Linked DNA regions of Mus musculus: region 2 is linked to region 1. The links are chromatin contacts, called in public HiChIP or PLAC-seq maps. All regions are on one chromosome and are shown on one strand. The core of a region is the stretch at or near the end of the contact, and the rest is flanking DNA. Distances in the headings are between cores, read along the strand shown. Region 1 has its middle 8.9 kb from the start of 1700007L15Rik. Region 2 overlaps Kalrn (kalirin, RhoGEF kinase).

Region 1 (6,743 bases), core at 1,239-3,738:
AACATACTAACATCATAAATGTATTATATTTTATATAACTATATATTATACAATGAATAATTTTTTATTGTTAGTCTATAGTATTATATATAATTGGAAAGAATACAAAGTTATATATTTTATATGTTATAAAGCTATATAATATACTGCTATTAAAGTATATAATAAAGTTATCTATTGTATATAGTGTTATGTGTAGTAATTTCTTATTATATATGTACATTTTCCCACTCCCTAAGGTTCTGAATAGTTTGTAGGCCCCTGAATACAGTATAGTTTCTCTCAATAGGGCTCTACACAGGCCTTTCTCTTTCCCTCCAGAGCTCTGCCTACCACTCCCTTTCAGGTCTCAGCTTCAATGTCACCTTGGGGAAGCTGTTCTGGCTCTGGGCTGGGCTGTATCCTCCTCCAGCATCCTGTGCTCATTCCTGGGTTAGCGTGTACTTCCTGGACTGAATCACATGTTTTACTCCTCCCGCTGGACACTGTAGGTTCTTTCTGTGCTGGGAGGTGCTCTTATTTGTCAATGTATTTCTAGCATCACTTACCAGACACTCAATAGCATTGTTCTGTGAATCGAAGAACAAATGTCTAGAATTCTCAGTGGAATGATTATTCTCAGCACCAGTCCATTCTCCGACACACAGGGAGCACTCAGGGACGACTCCTGAGTGGGGGACAGATGTGAGTCTTGATGCTCACCCAAGGAGCCTTGGAAAAATGGAGGGTGGTCTCCAGTGCCAGTGTATTGTGCTGTGTGGCCTTATCCCTCCTTTCTGCTTGAACAGAGGTCAGGAATGGAGTAAAGTGTGGATCTGCAGCCTAGGAGGCTGTGAGTTTCTCCGTATGCAAGCCTGCCCTGGCAGAGAAGGGGAGGGCACAGCAGATATGTGGACAGTCTCTGAATTCTCTGCAGTCCTCTTGGGTGCATAGAAGCTATCAGGCAAATATCACACATTTGGTTAAATAGTAAAGCCAATACTTCTTGTATATTTTCAGTACATTTAATGTTACCATATATATTTTTATATTGTATATAGTGTTATATACATATACTAAATATATAGCATATATAATATATACATAATACATTATATATGTATATATAAATCAGACTTTTATACCATTATTCCCTTCGGTGTGAGGTGATTTGTAGGACTGGTGACGATGTGCCATGGATAGATAATGAGAGGGACAGATCTGGCGCTTCTTTTCCGTGGTGGTCCTACAACCCAGCATCGTGGGGAATGTGGAGTAAATGATTCCACAGAACGCTGACCTTGACTTTTATAAACAGCAAAACATTTAAAAACGAAAGAGATGGAAACTTTCCCAGTACTCTGCACTCCCACACTGACTTTCCAAAACAGAGTGTTCTAAATAGTAATTGTCCTTGCTGATAGGACTATCATTGTGTATGCTGGCTGTTTGTATGTCATATCTACCTCTGCTAGAGAGGGCATGTGGGGTTAGACATATGCAAACAGATGATGTGTGGCCTGAGGCCAGGTGGGTGATGATTTTAAATTATTTATTTTTATTTCATGTGCTTTGTTCTGTTGCCTGCGTGCGCGTATGTCTGTTAGTATGAACATATAAGTTACAATTGTGAGTGCCACGTGGGTGCTGGGAATTGAACTCAGGTCCTCTGGAGGAGCAGTCAATGCTTTTAATTTCTGAGCCATCTCTCCAGCTCCTGGTAATGATTTTAACAGTAATACTAAAACTTTTTTTTTTAGATTTATTTATTTTATATATATGAGTACAGTGTTGCTGTCTTCAGACACACCAGAAGAGGGCATGAGATCCCATTACAGATGGTTGTGAGCCACCATGTGGTTGCTGGGAATTGAACTCAGGACCTCTGGAAGAGCCATCAGTGCTCTTAACCGGAGCAACTCTCCAGCCCAAAACTTACCTTCTTGTTGTTAGAGCCAGACTCTCATTCTATAGCCCAGGTTGTCCAAGAACTCATTTTGTCCACCAGGCTGACCTTCAGCCTTCAGGATTCTTCTGCCTCAGCCTTCAGAGTTCTGGGATTATAGGTGTGAGCCACCACACTTGCCTGAAAGTTTTCTTTTCACAAACAGAGCACATCTCAAACCAGTTGGCTTTTGAACTTTTTCTGAGCACTCTCTCCCTCTTGTAAGGGAAGAACAAAACATATAGAGATGCATAATCTTCCGAAAGAATAAAATGGCTGCCTCCAGGAAGCAGTATTTATTAAAAAGAAGTGAGTCACTTCACGGGGTGTGTGAAAGGGATTTGCCTGGGGGTTTAGACATTTTAAATCCTCTCTGTCTCCTGCAGCTGTCTGTGAGTTTAGTCTAATTCCTCTCTGAACCATAGCATTGGAGGCCTTTCTGGCCTTGGTTTTTAGGATTTGGTTACTAGAGTTGAACCCAGACAGAGCTTGCTCTAGTGCTGAGCTATGCTCCTAGCCTTGCCCTTCGGTTCCCTGTGGCCACAGAGCTCTCCTTAGGAAGGTATGAGATGGTTGCTGCTGAGGATAACCAGCCAATGAGTGAGAAGGTGAAATAGCCCCCATGGCTTCCTGTGCCGACTCCCCGCCCCTGCCCCCTCCCTGCCCTTTGCTCTTCCGGTGCCCTCCAACATCACACTGTGGACTTCATAACCCAGTACCTCGCTTAGCCCTTCTTAGAGTCTTTTCACTTTCATGTGGCTTCTAATACCTAGACTGAATACTGGCTGGCCGGAAGTTTGGGTTTTTGTCTGTTTGTTTGTTTTGTTGTTTTCCAAACCAACTAGCCTCTGTGTTGATCTAAACAATTGTTTAGTAGCAGGGTAACTTTAATATGCTTTGATACCTTTTTAAAATGTGATGGCTACCTGCCTGCTAAATGATTTGAGCTCTGGAGTCGGGAAGAGATCCTGTTGGTAAGAACATGATCCTTCTGGCCTCCACACGTGTGCACAGGTAAGCACACCCAGATGGAGTGCACGCCTGCACACAGACCCATAGAGATGTTGTGTACATAGTCACACAATAGCAATAAACAATTGTGTGGAATATTTATTTATTTATGTTTACTGTTTTTTAATTGTCAGAAATCTTATATGTAGACAGAATCTTTCCTAGTCCTGGCTGGCTTTGAACTCCATATGCAGCTAAAGGATACCCTTGAGTGCCAGATCTCCCTGCCGCCACCTCCTAAGGACTGGGCTTACAGGCGGGCACTGCTATACCAGGCTTTGAAATGTTGTCTGTTGTTTTAAGAGAGGTTTGTATGGGCTGGAGAGATGGCTCGGTGGTCAAGAGCACTCTCTGCTCTTCCAGAGGTCCTGAGTTCAAATCCCAGCAACCACATGGTGGCTCACAACCATCTGTAATGGGATCTGATGCCCTCTTCTGGTGTGTCTGAAGACAGCAACCGTGTACTCATATAAAATAAATAAATCTTAAAAAAAAAAAAAAAAGACTGGTTTGCTTATGCTAGCCTCAGAATCCTAGACTCAATCAGTTCTTTTGCCTCAGCCTCTCTAGTGGCTTACAGAAGTGGGGTTTATACGGTCTAGAAAAGAGACGCTTTGGATTGATACCATTTCTGCTTAACAGAAATCCACAGCTCTAATGTATAAAAGAGTGGTCAGTTTGTCTTTATTTGGTTAAACCCTTGGCAGGCACCAGATTCATTGGTCTCCTTCCCTTCCTTCCATCCTTACTTCCTTCTTCTTCTTCTTCTTCTTCTTCTTCTTCTTCTTCTTCTTCTTCTTCTTCTTCTTTTTTTTTTTTCCTGACAGGGTTTTACTATGTAGACAGGCTGGCCCCAAACTCCCACCTGCCTTTCCCTCCCAAGTGCTGGGATAAAGGCATGCATGGGTGTGTTGGCACAGCATAGAAGTAACTTCACAATGAGCCTCACTGAACTGGTCAGCCAGAGAACAAGCTCAATAAGTCCTCTGAAAACTGTTCAGCTTTTTTTTTCTGCAGCTTCATTGTTTATTTTGCCCTCAGCTCCAAATATGACTTCCATGCTAAACATTCTGCATGTTTTCTCACCCAAAGCATATTTCTCATGTTCTTTTCATGGGGCTTGGGGAGACATCTGTATAGTTTTTGTCTTTTGCTCTCATCCCTATCTACTTGCAAGAACTTTTTTTTCCCTCCCGAATTCATAAGTGTTAGTTTTAGGAAATTTGTCCTGCTGTGTTCTTAATAATATCAACAATATGTACGGCATACAACTATGTAACTAGCTATTATTAATACTTACAAGTATTAATATTTAATACTCACTGCAGCTTTAAGAGAACACCGGCCGAGTTTTGTTGTCAGGGTACTTAACAGCACAGAGGAAGTAAGAGAGGCAGACTGTACAGCCACTAAGTGGACAGTCAGGAGGCTCAGCGGGAGCCTGTGCATTTTACCCCGTGGTAACTGCTGGGCCCTAGAGGAGAGCATCTTTATTTTGTTGCTCCTCACATTTCATTTGGTTAATACCCAGCCTGGCCTAAGGCTTTTCTTTCTTTCTTTCTTCCTTTCTTCCTTCCTTTCTTTCTTTCTTTCTTTCTTTCTTTCTTTCTTTCTTTCTTTCTTTCTTTCTTTCTTTCTTCTTTCTCTCTCTCTCTCTCTCTCTCTCTCTCTATTTCTTTCTCTCTCTCTTTCTCTCTTCCTCTCTTCCTCTTTCTCTCTTTCTTCCTCTCTTCCTCTCTTTCTTATATAACTTGACTTTTCACATGTATACTGACTGGTTTTATGTCAACTTGATACAAGCCACAGTAATGTTGGAAAACTTTTTCGATTGAGAAAATGGCCCCCCCCATCAGATTGTTCTATGGGCAAGCCTGTTCTCCATTCTTTTTTTTTTTTTTTAACATTTATTATATGTAAGTACACTGTAGCTGTCTTCAGACACCCCAGAAGAGGGTATCAGATCTCATGACAGATGGTGTGAGCCACCATGTGGTTGCTGGGGTTTGAACTCAGGACCTTCAGAAGAGCGGTCAGTGCTCTTAACCGCTGAGCCATCTCTCCAGCCCCTGTTCTCCATTCTTGATTGATGATTGAAGTGGGAGGGCCCAGCTCTCTGTGGCACCAGCTCACTCTGTCACCCCTGGGCTGCTGGTCCTGGATGCTGTAAGAAAGCCAGCTGAGCAAGCCATGGGAGACAAGCCAATAAGCAGCAGTCCTCCATGGTCTCTCCATCAGGTTTCTACTCCAACTTGCCTGGATGGATTTCAAGCTGTAAGAAGAAATCAATCCTTTTGTCACTAGGGGGCTTTTGTCATGGTGTGTCATCACAGCCACAGAAGCCCTAAGATAACTTCTACTTTCCCTCGGATTCTTTCAAATCAAGGTAATCTCATTGATACTTTGGTGTCAATGTAAAAAAATTTTTTTGTTGTTGTTAAATCAAACTTAACAAACAAGCCGGGCGTGGTGGTGCACGCCTTTGATCCCAGCACTCGGGAGGCAGAGGCAGGTGGATTTCTGAGTTCAAGGCCAGCCTGGTCTACAGAGTGAGTTCCAGGACAGCCAGAGCTACACAGAGAAACCCTGTCTCGAGAAACAAACAAACAAACAAACAAACACCAAACTTAGCAAACAAGTACTTATATTTCCTGAACCTTCCCTGCTTCTCTTGTGCTGATTAGCCAATGGCATCTGATTGTGAAGTAGAACTTCCACAGATGGGCTGAGACACTGCCGTCCCCTGTTGGGGACTAAAGACAGGAGAAATGTTGGCCCTGCTGTGTTACTAGGTTGTTTGGGTTTTGGGGCACCCTTTACAAAAATGATTGCCTTGCCAAACCACTCTTTGTGTGTTCCTTTGTGTGACGTTGAGGTCATTTAGGGACTAGGGGCTTTCTACTCTCCTGGATTCAAGATCTGGTCTATGCTTCGTATCCTAAGTAGGAGGGAGCAGCCCATTTAGGTAGGTTTAGTGATGGTATGCACACGCACATCCCTTAGTATCTGTCAGGGGTGGTTCCAGGGGTCTGACAGACACACAACAGAATCTGTGATGCTCAAATTCCTTATATAAAATAGCACCAACTCCAGCTCTAGTTTCTTTAATACCTCATACAACATACGTGTTTATACTCTAGTGTTTGAACAAAAGCAGTGTTAGAATAAAGTCAAGAGGAAAAAGAATCTCTACGGTGAAATGGGTTTCCCAAGTGTTTTTCATTCTTAGTTGATTGAGTCCATTGACAAGGCCTAGAGGGCTGAGTATATAGCACTGACCTTGGACTGCCCTTCAGATCTGAAGCAGGGGCTAGGAGAGGTGTGCCAGGTAAAGGGGGCTCTTAGGATCAGGACAAGCTTGTGGGACTGACAGTTTAGTGGAGGAAGCTCCTTTGGCCCACTCTTCTAGAAGACCTTGAATTTCATGCTATGCTAGCCCAACAAATGAGTGGAGAAGGTAGCCACCCATACAGTCCTGAGCCTGGGTCCCAGAAAGCTTAGAAGATAGTTTAGGAGGGTCTAGAGCCCTGGGGAACTCTTTGGCGTTGGGGTAGAAGTACGTTGCTCTGGGAGAGAAGCCTGGGGATCTAGAGCTAAGAGCACAAATTCCAGAGCTGGAGTCTAGGAGTAGCCATGGAAGCCTCTGCAATCCTCTACCAGAGCTGCTGTTCTCGGTGGGTTGGGCCGCATGGGGGTGCTGGTGGGGACACTGGTATCTGCAGGCTGAATCTAGCCCACAGACACATTTTGTCTGACGAGTTTTTGTATTCTCCAGAAGTGAAAGTTGGGTATAGTAGTACGTGCTAAATAT
Region 2 (6,743 bases), core at 1,950-4,449, 720 kb after region 1:
CGCCTTTGGGTGAGTGGGATGGGTGGGTGCTCAGGATGAGTGGGAATGGCCAAGGGAAGAGGCAGGGAATGGGAGTCTGCTGTTTTTAATTTAGATCCCAGTGGTAAGCTACCTAAGATGAAGCTTCAGGTCACAGGTTGACAGTTCCACAGGGACAGAGGTCATAAAGTAAAGGTGCCACCATGGCCCTTTGTGGCCAGAGAGCACAGATGCTCAGGGTCTGCAGAGTAAAGGCTTCCATGTGAGTACCTTGTCCCCTTCCCTCCCTGTGCTGCCCAGGCTGGCCTTGACCTCCTGGCTTCAGTCCCAGCGTTAGGACTGTGGTGTGACACTGTGCCCAGTCTATCCGAGCTACTGAAATAAAGCAGCTTCAAGCAAGGTACCCAAACTGGAACTCCACACAGCCATATCTGGCCCTGTGCACTTTGGCTGTATTCTCTTTGTGGTTTCCCATAATACTTAGCAAGGCCTTTTGGAAAGACTCCTTTAATAGGACCCAGAGTTCACACAGTGTGTTAGGGGCCCAATGAAAGGGAGCAACAAAACTTTTGATATTTATGTTACTCTTTCAGACAGGGCCCCAGTTGCCCAAATAAAATCCATCTCCACACCCTGCCAAGGGACAGTCTCAGTGTCCCATTGATTTTTATTTTGACTTGAGAGCACTTCAGAAGATGTGTATAAAAGACAACACACACACACACACACACACACACACACACACACACACACACACACACAGGAACCTAATCCATGGCTCCATCTACATTTTAAACGGAGAAGGGGTCTTTGGAGGAATTACCCATGACTAGGAGTCAGACACAGTCTGGGAGCCCAGGCCTTGCTAAGCCCGTGTGGAATTCATAGTTCTCAGTTTGACTGGACCACACTAGGTGTCTACACCTGGCTTCAGATTTGAACTGAACTGAACTTCCATCTGGCCTGGAGGGGTCATAGGAAACCCCTTGGACGTCTTACAAAGTCTTCTGGATTTGCTTGGATACTCAGACAGACTCTGATAGAATAAGACCAGCTGGACCTAGCTCTTGGCTCTTGGTTGTTGATTACCAAGTTGTGGTTTGAGATGGACTTGGGTCCCCTGAGTGGTAGAGGGTCCCCAGAATCCCAGTAGACATCTGTGAGCACCAGATGTAAGTAAGTGGCTACCACGGGAAAGGATTTTTGGTCAAAATTTAGTTTCAGGAATCTAGGAGGAAATTCCAGTTTGCCGGGTCCCCCGTTGTCCTAGATTTTTTTTTCCAAAGAGCTGTGCTCTCCGCTGGCCGGATCCAGTCCAACTCGCTCTAACTTTTCCAAACAAAGAGGCAGGTGCATTCTGCTTTCACTACCCTCCCCCTTTCAAAGGCCAAGTCATCTGCTATAGATAGTATGATGTCATCTCCCTAATTTCCACTAAAAAAATAAAAAGAGGCCAAAGTACAATGTATAGTACTCAGCACAACAAGGACTTGCAGAATATCATCTCCACTCTAACACGGAACCCAATTCAAACAATTGTGGCACTCTACTTTTTTTTTTTTTTTTAAATTAAGCTGGTGTGTGCAGCAGAGGGGCATCTCAGTTTGAACTAGCTTCACTTCATGCCCACTGAGCCCCAGGGAATAAATAGATTGGGCAGCCCTACTTTCTTTGTGGTCCACTGCATGTTTCTGCTCCTTTATTCACTTGGAATTGCAGTCCTTTAAAAGCCCTAACCTGTGTTCTGTGCTTTGGGAAGCCTCCCAGATGACCCCATTAGCATCTGCTTAATTACATTAATTAGCAATCAGATAGGAACTCACAATGCCAGCATTCTTGATCTTGATGACAAATTCTTCCTTTTCTTGTTCGTTTGCTATAACTGTTTCACACTTACGGATCAGTTCCCAAGCTGGACTGTAAAATATCTGGAAACCTGAATCTACCTAGCGTCATCTAGAATTTTCTATGAGCACTAGTCCCAAATTTACTCAACACAACAAGGACTTGCAGAATATTATCTCCACTCTAACATGGAACCAATTAAAACAACTGAAGTACTCTACTTTTTGTCTTAATTAAAAAAATTTTTTTTGATACTGTGTCTTTGACACCTGGTGAATTCTGGTAGTCCTAAAATTTTGGAGTGACTCGGAAAGTGTGTGCCTTAACTTCCCACATGATTAAGGGACTGCTGAAGTCATTTCAACATGACCCTCGGGACTTCGGGATGATCCACAACAACCAAACACTTCCCTAGCACTTACAACAAAGCAGCCTGAGTGGTTTACATATGTCAACTCATTTATGCTTTGCAAAATTCTCCATGAATAGATTCCAGGGTCATTTCTATTTTCCAGGAAAATAAAACCCTCAAACAAACAAGAAAAAGAATTTATTTATATAAGTTGTACAAGGTCTCAGAGAAAAGCAGTCTATCCGGCATTCACATTCACTGTGGCTCTTAACCCAGCCTCTCATTACAGCAATCTATTACCTTGCAATACGGAACCACAAAATACAGTTCTATTTATAGACTCTGTATATTAGTACATAGCCCAAGAATCAAAGGTATTAGTTTGTTATACTCTGAGCCAGGGCTTTTTTTTTTTTCATATAAAAGAATTAAGTTAATTCAGAAAATGTAAACAGAGGTAAACAGTTGGGAATCATGAAATTCCAAGTTCCAGAGGGTGCTTTTCATAATCCTAAACAAAACCCAGCACCCTGCTCCTCTCAAAGGGGATGAAGCTACTGGTAGCAGATGAGCTTCCAAGTTCAGAGATCCTCCCAGGGAAGACCCTCCACTCTAGGAATCTGCCCTTGGGATGCAGGTATGGGTAGGTGTCCTTATAATACTGTTTAGAGCAAAAATGAAATATCACTTCAAATAAGGAAGTTGATTAAATAGGAACAATTCACATTGATGCATGATTAAAAAGCATCTAGTGATATTGTTAAGGTCTCAAACCCAGGGCAAATGGCTAACAGAGGTGCCTATTTAACATAGCAAAGCAGACCTGGGGTTTTGCACCAGATGAAGGGAAAAGAGAAAAGAATGGTGGACAAGACCTAGGTGTGGTGGAGAAGATTTACTACAGAGAAGAGGGAGAGCATAGCCAGAGGCAGAAACATCTGGGAGAGCCCAGAGTGAATGGGGAGGGTAGCCCAGCCTCTGGGCTGGGGAGTTCAGGGAGGCGGGTGGGGAAAATGCCAGCCATACCTTGTAACAGGCAGAGATTGAGGGATGATAGGAGAGTCTGGTGGCCAGGACTCCTTGATATGTTAAATGGGCACCTCAGTTTGCTGTAGGTCCCAGGTTTGAGACTGAACAGTATTCAAATGAAATAGGAAGCCCCAAAGGGGTGTGTCTGGTTCTTTCTAGGGAGGAACCACAATGCTCCAATCTCAAGCTACCTATGGTTAGTAATCTGTTCTCAAAGTCTAGAATATTTTGTAACCCCTGTAAATGTATACACACACACACACACACACACACACGCACATGCACACACACACGTTTCCAACCTGTGGGTTAGACCATTGGAAAGCATCTATCTCCAATGGTCTTAGGAACTGAGACACTGCTCAGTAGCAAAATTACAGTTATGAAGTAGCTGTGAAAATAATTCAATGGTCAGGGGTCATCACAACATGAGGAACTGTATTAATGGATCACAGCATCAGGAAGGTTGAGAACCACTGCTCTAGAAGTTGTTATGTTTAAGGCATGGAATTTTATCTTCATCTGCCTATATTTAATTTTTTTACATTTACCTATTTTTTTTCCCTAGTCAGAAAAAAGAAATAGATCCTCCCTTCTCATTTACATGGATTTAATGACCTATATTTTATGGAATGTCTCGAAGAACAGAAACAAAAAACTCTTGGACCTGCTTTTTGAGATGAGTCACATGACCAAGGAGTGGAGGGAGGGTCGGCTCTGCAGCTCCAGCCTCTAGAGTTCACAGATGTCCCGAGGGGACAGGTGAGAGAACAGGTCTACGTGGTGAAAAAAATCTACCTCTGCAGAAACGGAAGGTATGGAAGGGAGACAAACTCCAGGCCAAGCATTCAAGCATTAGTGTGTCCGTCCACATGTGACCTCAGAAACACCTGCGTCCTAACCCTCAGCCCTCCCTCGTAGCTTCCCACAAGCTTTACTGGCTACACAAAACTCACACCAACAGTTTTCGAGCTCAAATCTGTTTACATACTTAGCCGTCCAAATATCCTGGAGGGCTGAGGACTGAGATTACTGATAGTATCTTTGCCCAGCATGCAAAAGTTTCTGCGTGCCGGCACCATCACTGGAAAAAAACAAAATTCTGCCAGGTGTGGTGGGCAGCACGACTCAGGAGGCAGAAGCAGGCAGATCTCTTGTGTTCCAAGCCTGGTGAGTTCCAGAACAACAACAACAACACAAATTCCTAATGTCTACTTGGAAGAGGTTCACAAGGTGAAATAAAAGCAAGTTCTGAAACATTATGTAAATTACGATCCAATTTGCATAGAAAGAGGTGAACTGAGTTCCAGCCAAGTCCTCTTTGTCTAACATTTGGTTTTGTGGTGACCACAGTAAGGAGAGAAACGGAGGCGACACGGTTCTTCCTGAGTAAGAAGATACCTCAGGAAGCTCCCAGAGCACAGAGCTCTCCAGGTTCCTCTTTTCCCTCTCTCTCCCAGCCCCCAGCCCAGCCAGAGTGATTGCCAAGGAGGCCTCTTGGACTTCCCAAAACAAGAATTCCCCTAGGAGAGGTGGCCTTCTCAGACAGAATGCTTTTTCTTTCAGGAGCTGGGGGAAGGGAGAGGGAGGAGATAAAGGATGAAAAGTCGGGGGGGGGGGGAGGGGGGGATAGAGAGAGGTGGGGGGGGGAGAAAAGGGACAGGGAGGGGGGAGGGGGAAAGAGGGACAAACCAGAAAGAGAAAGGAAGCCAGAGGAAACGTCAGAGAGGTACTAAGCCTTTGTGTCTCACCCCAGGTAGCTTGGTAAATCACAAGCTGTTAAGGGTCTGGGGGCTGAGACTAGCAAGTCTACCATTGTCCTTGCCATTGTCCTGACTGACCACACCAGGTCACTTCAGCTTCCAGGCTTCTGCCAGCAAGAGAGAGAGGATTCATAGCACTGGTGTGAGACGGGGCTGTGCAAACTGGCCAGTGCGGACTGTTTAGCACCATTTTTAACAGTGAAGCTTGGCTCCCATGTGGATGGAGAAAGATAACACCCCTATCCCTAAAAATGCACAGAGTCTAGTGCTGGAAGTGGAGAAGCTAGGGATGTCCTGTTATCTGGTGATCCACCAGCTGCTCTGAGAGAGGAAACTCATACGTGCTACACTCCTGCTAACAGCCATAGAGCCACGGATACAAAGTAGCTGCTGCCTTAAAGCAGCAGCAGAAGGGGTCCTTCCCTCCAACCTGGGTTCCTCACCATGGTCACCAGAGGGGCAGGAAGAATGTGGAAGAACGAGCTCCCAAACTCTTAAGCTCTGCTCACTTACAGGCAAGGCCACTGGCAGCCTCTCGGCCACTTCAGGGTGTAACCAAGACTCCCCTCCTTCCAGGAAGTACCACCCAGAAAGTGGTACTGCCTCCAGAAGTTGAAAGATGAGTCCCATTAGTCACCGAAAAGGACCAGGCAGGGAGCCAAGGCACTCTGTACCTTACCTATGAAGGATATAGGCAACCTTGCCTAAACTTCAGCTGAGCACCAAGAACTTTGGGGCGAGAGGTGTATTTTTTTTTTCCTTCCCTCCAGTCTAGGCAGAAACTGTCTGGAGAAGCATCAAAGGATCTATCTGCACACACAGTGGCTGTATCATAGGGGGACAAAGATTTCTATTAGATTGCTAGCTGAGGTCAAGAAACAGGAGAAAAAAAATGGCCTTTTTTTTTTTTTTTTTTTTTTTTGAGAATGTGGCTTCTCGGGATCTAAGCATCATAATTGACCCAGTGCTGGGTAGAGTGCTTGCCTAGCACATGGGAGATCCTGGCTTCCATCCCCAGCAAAGACAAAACAACACCCGTGTTCCCACCCAGAAGAAGGACAACCTGGGGCCACTTAGGTTTCTCAGTCCTTGGTTGAGTCCTTTATGAAATAAGATGATTATGATGCTATAGCAGTATTCATAGGTTTCAAAATTGATTTAAATTTTTTTTAAAAAAGAAGATGACACATTTGACAACTTCTTTGACAACTGCACAACACTGACCACAGTGGTGATGGTTTCAGCCAGGACCATTAAATAGTTTAGGAATGCGGATTTCATCATTATGACCCAGAGGCCAGAGTCTATGTCCAGCACACTGCTGTCATTAACAAGTGAGTCCTGTGCCTGGTGCTATCTTAGCCCTTTACAGACATCACCTTAACTGATCCTCACAGCAGCCTACTGCAGTAAGCACCACCATGGGTCCCCGCCTCTTCCAGGCGTCCCTGCTCTAGATCCAGGGCTAACATGCAGTCAGATCTTAAACATTTGTCAAGTGAATTAAAACATTGTTACATAAAACTAGATGCAGTCAAAGCTGGAATGAGAGCAATGCATTTTGTGGGTTCATTTCCACCATGCATTGAAGACGCATGCCTGTGGTTTTGGCTACTTGGAAGGCTAAGGTAGGAGGACGAGGCAGGAAGATGGTTTGAGGCCAGGAATTTGAAGCCAACCTGGGCCACATAGTAAGTCTCTTATAAATAAATAAATAGGCAAAAAAAGAGAGGGTTTTCTTTCAATGAAACTAAACCAGGGCTCAAAACAAACAA

The links. HiChIP or PLAC-seq counts read pairs in DNA pulled down with a chosen protein or histone mark.
Region 2: a contact with region 1 is called in an H3K27ac HiChIP or PLAC-seq map of embryonic stem cells, with 3 times the contacts expected there. The contact joins two enhancer-like sites. A contact is called at or near these places in 1 of 39 promoter capture datasets (liver) and 1 of 115 datasets of contacts at active chromatin or transcription factors (embryonic stem cells).

What each region holds. Positions count from the first base shown.
Region 1 is chr16:33,368,448-33,375,190 of GRCm38.p6, forward strand. No RefSeq gene overlaps it. Among named protein-coding and RNA genes, the nearest start is that of 1700007L15Rik, 8.9 kb to the right of the region's middle. Within about 2 kb of position 2,489, at least 40 of the 459 cell types and tissues checked have an H3K27ac peak or open chromatin away from gene starts, as enhancers often do. A contact at or near this core is called in embryonic stem cells, where this site is marked.
Region 2 is chr16:34,082,977-34,089,719 of GRCm38.p6, forward strand. The region is part of intron 34 of Kalrn (kalirin, RhoGEF kinase); the gene reads right to left. Among named protein-coding and RNA genes, the nearest start is that of Gm41448, 34 kb to the right of the region's middle. Within about 2 kb of position 3,200, at least 11 of the 459 cell types and tissues checked have an H3K27ac peak or open chromatin away from gene starts, as enhancers often do. A contact at or near this core is called in embryonic stem cells, where this site is marked.